2 separate regions of the Hordeum vulgare genome follow, and region 1 is linked to region 2. The links are chromatin contacts, called in public Hi-C maps. All regions are on one chromosome and are shown on one strand. The core of a region is the stretch at or near the end of the contact, and the rest is flanking DNA. Distances in the headings are between cores, read along the strand shown. Region 1 holds the start of LOC123407084 (cation-chloride cotransporter 1). Region 2 holds the start of LOC123407127 (probable rhamnogalacturonate lyase B).

Region 1 (3,960 bases), core at 165-2,664, 140 kb before region 2:
GTTCCATGGAAAGAGGGGCGAGTCGTCTTGTGCCATTGACATGTGTTATCTGAAATCTTAACACACACGGTTAGTCCTTTGCGGTACTGTCATCAATCACCAAAATTACTTAGGCATAAACTATGCCCTAACATACTCTCCGGCCAATAACCAATAGTGGGACCTGGATGTCCATATTGGCTCCTACATATTCTATGAAGATCTTTATCGATCGAACCACGATGTCAAGGATTCAATCAATCATGTATACTATTCCCTTTGTCTATCGATATGTTACTTGCCCGAAATTCGATCGCCGGTATCTCTATACCTATTTCAATCTCGTTACCGGCAAGTCTTTTACTCGTTTCATAATACAAGATCCCGTGACTAAATCTTTAGTCACATTGCTTGCAAGGCTTATTGTGATGTTGTATTACTGAGTGGGCCTAAGATACCTCCCCGTCACACGGAGTCAAAAATCCCAGTCTTGACCCATGCCAACCCAACACACACATCTAGAGATACGTGTAGAGCACCTTTATGGTCATCCAGTTACGTTGCGACGTTTGATACACACAAGGCATTCCTCCGGTGTCCGGGAGTTGCATGATCTCATGGTCATAGATACATTGACATGCAGAAAACAATAACAATAAACTTACACGATCATATGATACGTTCATAGTTTGGGTCTTGTCCATCACATCATTCTCCTCATGATGTGATCCCGTTATCAAGTGACAACACTTGTCTATGGCCAGGAAACATTGACCATCTTTGATCAACGAGCTAGTCAACTAGAGGCTCACTAGGGACAGTGTGTTGTCTATGTATCCACACATGTTTTTGAGTTTCCAATCAATACAATTCTAGCATGGATAATAAACGATTATGATGAATAAGGAAATATAATAATAATCAATTTATTATTGCCTGTAGCGCACATTTCCAACAGTGTGGGCGGCATGGCAGCCGGGGTGTGGCGGTCGGTGTTGACCGGGAAGAAAACATGCTCTATCTTCGGACCGGTGGCTGCGAAGCTCGTTCCCTTTTTGAACGCGTCGTCGCGGCTCTCATCGCCGTCGTGCTGTTTTAGGGGAAACTCTGATCCTCAGATCGAGCAGTGGCGACGCTCCAGTGCTGTTTCCTTTCTGAAGGCGCCACCTTGAAGCCCACAGTTCGTCGTATGTGGCTTTATCTCTTCACGGTGACGTGTTTCAGGTTGAATTCTCGATTGCTTTGTAGCTCTAGGGGTGTTGTGGCTGCAATAACATCTATGTATCTTGGATGTGTGTGTTGTGTTGGCGTGAGTTTGTATCAGATTGTTGTGAATCTTTGCTTTATATATGTATAAAATGAATTTCTTTAACATCTTCTTCAAGTAAAAAAAAAAAAAAGACAACACGCAGCCTAGGAGCGTCGTGGAGAAGCAATCCCTCCCTCAACTCAAAGACTTTGCAGGCCAGGGTGCCCAGCGCAAAAATGAGGGACGAAGCAAACCCAGTTTCGTAGCTTTTCCAACCCCCCTCCGACCGTTGCCCACCTTCCCCGTTAACTGCCCACTCCCCTCGCCGCCGGTGGCTGCTCCTTCGCCGCAGCGCCCAGCTCCGCCGCCCCCTGCTCTCCGTCGACCCTGGTAAGCTTCCAGCGATCACGCCTCGCTGCCGCCCGAACCGCCCCTGCTCCCCACGCTCAGCCTCGGATCCAGATCCACGCCTTCCAGCCCCCTGCTACGCCGCTGCCCGGGACTGCTCCAGCGTCTACTCTGAAAACCTAGATCTCATAGCACCAACTTTTCTGTGCGTGGCTGCAGCTTCCTGGTATGGAGAATGGGGAGATCGAGGCCGCGGAGGATGGGCTGCCGGTGCCAGCGCCGCCTAACGGGCGACGCTACCGACCAGTGGGCTCGGACGACAGCGCCGTCATCCAGATGACCTCCATGGAGCCCAGCCCCGGCTCCACCTCCACCTCTGTCACTGGCCATGACGCCATAACACCCCAGCCGCCTAGGTGATGCATACTTGGTCTCATATGTGTGGGCTTCCTCAGCATTTTGTTTTTGTTTGATACACAATCAGTAAAAGGGTTTCGGGTTTAGTACATGTTACACTTCTGCGAGAATCACCAGCTAGCGTAGTTGCTGCAAATATCTGTGCATTGTCTTGACAGTGAGTTATTTAGACAAACGGGGTGTTCAACTGGACAGTTTTATTCGGATGATAGTCTTGGTGGGCAGTAAACACACATGGGAGGTTAATTTGAAGTTTTTAACTACATAATGGCTTTGGACTGTTTGAGACTACAACCTTAGGCTTTTAATAGCCTTTTGGATTTGCTTCCTTCATTTAGAGCTCAGTGCATTATGAACAGGGTTGTGAAATTCACATTACTGTTTGTTTGTAGACTACCTTCAATGTGAGGCCATGACCTTGACTTTTGAAATTTGGTCATCGTATTGTAATCTCCTCGGGTTTGATATATTTGAATGACCGTGTGGTAGAATTTTCTTTTGGCATATGATATTTTGTGTGTACTCATATATCGATAATCTATGTTGAGCTTCTATTGGTATATACCCATGGTTTAGGGTTCTGTAGTTAGAATGTTAGTCAATGAGTGTCACACCTGTCACTACTTGAGCAGTTAATATTTCCTTTTCAATATCAGTTCTTGTTATTGATCTTTGTAGTTTGCTTGGAATATTACTTGACACTGGTTTACTTATTTGCATCATGCATATATATTCTTTTGTTGTACCTACTGGCTTCCCTGCTCGATTTTCTATTTTGATTGCATATTCCATGACACGTTATCAGCCATAATTTCTGCAGATTTCATTCCGTCTTTTTCTTTCAGTGGTCGTCATATGATTTAGATGACACAAACTGTGTAGCTGCGAATTTATGCACTCAACAAGCTTTCTTTTATGTATATCATAGAAACCTTAAGCCCGGTGGTGCTAATCTAACCATTGATCCAAGCATGCAAGAAGGTTCTGGTGATCATGCTACATCCAGTGGATCTCAAAGGGATTCAAAGCTAGAGCTTTTTGGGTTTGATTCACTTGTAAATATTTTGGGCCTCAAGAGGTACGGTTCATCGTTGTGTTATTTTATTTAGGTTGTCTGAAAACTTGAGATATATCTCCTTTTATTGAGCGCACGTAGTTTTGACTGATATATTAAGCATGTGCTCTCCAAAGAAATAGCTTGAACTAGTGATTTTACTTTATGACATAAGTATCTGATTGAATCTAAACAGCATGACAGGAGAAGAGATTCCAGCTCCTTCGAGTCCTAGGGAGGGAGAGGATGTAGCAATTACCATTGGAAGGCCGAAGGTTGTCTCCAGTTCCAAACTTTAGGATGAGTTCCATCTGTTTGATACTTCATCACACTTCTCCTAGTTAAACATGAATAACTAGAAGTTAGTATATTTGGAATTAATTAACAGGAAAGAGTAGTGCTTGGGCTCAATTATTTGCTGATACTGTCACCTATCGTGTTTGACAGTTTGCTACATCTCTAAATATATTTAGTCAACAGTAGTTGCTGATTTGTACATTTGCATTTTCATGCCTGATCTCCCAAGTTTCTTCACTGTTTCATTGATTTTCATCGACCTGTTTGTTTCTGGTTATTTGGTTTATGTCATTTGGATATATGGATAGTTATAAACACTGTATAACTTGTTCCATTGCTTTCATTTGGTTAGCAGGAAACTGGACCTAAGTTTGGTACAATGATGGGTGTCTTTGTACCATGCTTGCAGAATATCTTGGGGATCATTTATTATATCCGTTTTACCTGGTAAGTATTGCCATTATGTGCACTTAATTTTTGCTAATGCGTGTCAACGTTTTGGTCTTGTTTGTTTTTTTTGGAAAATAAATTTGCTATGCTGCCATGCTGGTCACCGTAGTGTTATCATTCTTTGGCAGAGGGCCACCTGTAATATTTCAATTCCTAGTTGTATGAG
Region 2 (4,038 bases), core at 764-3,263:
ACTTGTCATCGACCTTGACAAACATACCAGTGATGTTGAGATTATTCAGAACGTGGTCAAATATTTATCACGGATAATCTTGTTGTATCTCTATTATCTTACCTCCCCTCTGAGTTTAGGATTAATTGGGTCCACAAGGAGGACAGCCTCAGGGTATGCTAATTGCTGGCCGCGGGGAGGCAACCGGTCATCAGGCATCGGCATTATTCTCTGCCTGTTGTCAGCCATTGCCATGTAATGGAACCTGCATTAATTCCACCAACACATAGTTTCAGTGGGAAGATTTTTTTTTTAAAAGTGAAGAGCAAAAATTGTATCGTAAAGTTGAGAACCAACTTGTCTTTTCTAAGCTTGAAGGCCACCCTGGTCTCCCCAATGCCAAAATCAGGCCACCCTGCCTTGTGCTCATAGATACCGTAGGTGTAGAATCCCGAGGAACCACGAAGCACGATGAACCTGTACGTACAGAGATGCTTGCTCAGCTAAACATGATTTTTCCTAGCTCCAAATTTATGCTTGTTCATCAGTCAGTCAAGTCACCTCTTGTCGATGATGAGAGGAACAGCTTTCCCTTCCTGAGAAGGATCCCATGATCTAGTGAAGGAGACCTCAGCCTGGTTTTCATCATGATGTATGATGCGGAACTCTGTGCCTTTGATCCTGCGTGCAAGCGTTCACATTCGTGACTGATTTCTCTAACAAGAAAAAAAAAAGGGCGGGTAAATGAATGAAGTCTGATTATGAGCTCCTCTTACACATCAAATATTCCAGTTCGCTGTCCTGGTGGGTTCCAAACAATGTCCCAATACCTGACACAAGATGCATCGCTTAACTCGCCTTGCCTTGGATATATACGTATAGTACAAATTGATGATAGAAACTTTATATAGGCGCAGAGCAAGATCGGTACCCTCGATTGTCTTCTTTGTTAAGAATCTCCATAAGATTGTCCACACCATTGTACCGCACGCCAGTTACAATACCGTCGGGGTTGGACAGCGTCAGCTCGAATATGTCGTTTTTTATTATAACCTGCACATATAGAGCTACGGCATCAATCCGTATGTATGTGGTGGTGATGACTGCAACGTATCAACGTGCGGGAGCTCATGGCCTTTGGGTGCAAAGACTTATTTTGTTTAATAAAATGGTTGTGTGCATCTTATGATGCTGGCTGCATGCATCTCTCAATGCAGAGGCCGGGGCTTTGCCTCCTTTTCGAAAAAAATAAAATCTTATGATGCAGGCCTGGGTTAGTGGGTTATCCCCTTTTCGAAGAAACAATTATAACTTGCACATATACAGTAGTATACACAGAACATGCATGTTGGCACACGCGAGCCAAATAGACAGCGTAAGCAGCAAAGGGCAGAAGATGAGCACTTACGTATCTGCTGGTGACCTTGAGCTTAACACCGTCCATGGCGTCGCCGGCTTCCCGTTCCCGTGGAGGGCCCAAACAACAGTGCACCAGGCTCCTACAGCTGCTCCGGAGAGACGAGGAAGCGGCATTACGTTTATATAGAAAAGAAACTGACCGAGTGGAGCGAAGCTGAAGCACAGCAAGCAAAGATTAATGGCGCTTCACCCGTGGCATGTGGAGGTGCGGCGGCAGTGGAAGCAGCAGAAGTAGTACCTAAGTTTCGCCATGGGGTGAGAGTGAGACGACGGACGGATCAATCAATGTCAATGACTCGCTCCCCTCCACTGATCGATCCCTTGTGCATGGAGAATAATGTGGTGGTGTGTGTGGTGGCGATGCTTAGATGGATGGGCGGTTAATTATCCCTTGGTTTGGAAAGCAAGCATGTGTGCGTGGAGTTGAAGCCAAGGAGGAGGAGGAGGTGCGGCAATGGCGTGGTCCGCCTCTCCTCAATTCTTTTGGTTGTTGGCCGGTAACACTTGGCGCCTCTCACAAGTGCGGCCGGCAGCCGTGGAGACGATGGCATATGTACATCTCCACAGTGGCCTGCAGGCCGCAGCAACAGAGACATGTCATTGTTGAAAAGATGCCTACTAATCGATCGGTCATCCGTCTTTTGTGTAATGTATATATATAGTACTATGTTCTGTGAGTATGGAGCAGCTCCTTCAGTTTTTTTTTTGTTTGTGAGCGAGTTCCTTTTACTAATAATATGTTCCTGCTATATGCTCCTATCCTATGCATTGCAGAAATTAAACAGATAATGCTTGCAAGTAACAAATAAACAGTCCTGGCCGGCCGGTGGCTAGAGCGCCCCCGCCGGAGTGCCGACGGCGGCCCTCGTCTACAAGGCGAGGCCCCCTCGGTTCCACCCAGGTGCGAGATCAGGGGGACGCGATTTCCGATGAAAACCGCGCCGACTTCGATCGTCGCGGATGATGGCGACATCTAGGACGTCGTTACCTTCTCGAGGCATCGTTGTTGCGGGCCATGGCACCCCACTCATGATGCTTTGGGGGAAACCTTATATCTGAATCTACCGGATCGGACGATGATGTCACATTCGATGTCGTTTCCCTTTTAAGGGCATCGTTTTGATGCAAGTGCTGGTTGGACGGGACAAGAGGAGGAACGGTGTTACATCTATCGTAAGCCTGACGGTGGATCCCGGCGGCAGGCCTTGCAAGGTCGGTGTGTCTGTTCTAGCTCTGGAGATGGACCGGTGAAAGATGGTGGCGGCAACCTCTAAGAGTGCGCGGGAGCGGTGTGGGACCTAGTCCCGGTGTGTGGCTGGACTGGGGCATCCGGTCATAGATGTTAGGATTTGATGCGATGTTTGTTTAGTATTTGATCCGGATATTCGACACACCTTCATCAAGGGATAGGAGTAGCAACAAGTGTTGCCTAGATGGTGGCTTCAACCTAACTGATATATTATTTTATATGACCTTTGTGAATAGTTAATAAAATGATTGCATACATTATCCAGATGCAGAGATCGGGTATATCTCCTTTTCTAAGAAAAACAGCAAAGAGTATACTATCTCATTGGTTGCAATAACAATTACTAGTACTAGTACATAATTTGTACAGTTTGCAGGTGCCTACTTTTTGTGTGGCTGTCAGTCATCTAACGTCGCATATCGCTTGTACCAAGTACATGTGCATTACTAAAAATGTGAGATTTTAGCAGACGTAACGGCAATGTCTGATCTTTAATTCTTCTAGGAAAGGTTTGGTCTTCAAGTTATCTACAGGATAGTTAGCTAGATGTTGATACAGGGACTTTAGAAATGCTAATAACCAAGTGAAGAAGTGGCTGGCAGGATTTGTTTGTATAGCATTTGAAGCACGTAACGTAACGTGCCTAACCTAACTAACCACAAGGCATATCTCATATATACTAGTATCACAAATGGAGTCGTTAGTAGTGGCCCGCCGGACTGTGAAGCGTTGGCAGGACGCGCGCACGTACTGATGCGGACCGTCATGGCTGCCACGCCACGCCCACGCTCACGCTCACGCTCAGACTGGAGATGGATGGATACCTCGCGCCCCCAAGTCACAACGGTCGGCCGTGAGGTAGCAATGAATGAGGGGTTTTCTTTTCTGAAACAAGAGGAAGAACGCCATGGATCGAATCGATGCATGCATACAGAGTTGACAACTTGAGGGAAAATGGGGCACGGGTAGCAGCGGAGAAACAGTGATCATGTGATCCGATTCCAAGCCCATGCTGCATATATTTTCCTTGAGCTGATCCCGCTCACGGGGTGCAAAGAGATCATGCCAAAAGCCTTGTGGCTTTGGAACTTGGAACTTGAGCAGTAGTAGACACTTGAATTGATAAGGACAAAGAGGAGCAAGAATCTCCCTGGAAACTATAAAGCCTCCTACATCCATAGATAGATCACAGGAGAATAGTGTAGTACGTGCTTGAATCTCCCAGGGAGCTATAAAGCGTCCTACGTCCATAGATAGATCACAGGAGAATAGTGTACTACTGCCATGGACATGGAGATTGATTGTAGAGGACTTGCCTTGTTCAACCTAACCTCAGGGAGAAAGCCAAGCATAGGAGAAAATCCTCGTCAGAGAGAGCTGAAATGTTTATT

What was found. Hi-C and Micro-C count contacts between places; a contact is called where the count stands out from the background.
Region 1: a Hi-C map of leaf shows a contact between it and region 2, with 3 times the contacts expected there. The contact joins the promoter of LOC123407084 here to the promoter of LOC123407127 in region 2. A contact is called at or near these places in 4 of 6 Hi-C or Micro-C datasets (leaf, seedling and an unstated tissue).

What each region holds. Positions count from the first base shown.
Region 1 is chr7H:242,757,698-242,761,657 of MorexV3_pseudomolecules_assembly, reverse strand. LOC123407084 (cation-chloride cotransporter 1) reads left to right here and starts at 1,414. Exons shown (of 14, transcript XM_045100124.1): 1 at 1,414-1,618; 2 at 1,796-1,992; 3 at 2,922-3,071; 4 at 3,244-3,322; 5 at 3,697-3,791. The coding sequence starts at 1,805.
Region 2 is chr7H:242,615,106-242,619,143 of MorexV3_pseudomolecules_assembly, reverse strand. It overlaps LOC123407127 (probable rhamnogalacturonate lyase B), which reads right to left and starts at 2,013. Exons shown (of 16, transcript XM_045100188.1): 1 at 1,637-2,013; 2 at 1,388-1,484; 3 at 911-1,032; 4 at 756-809; 5 at 541-660; 6 at 337-456; 7 at 103-244; 8 at 1-13. The coding sequence starts at 1,650.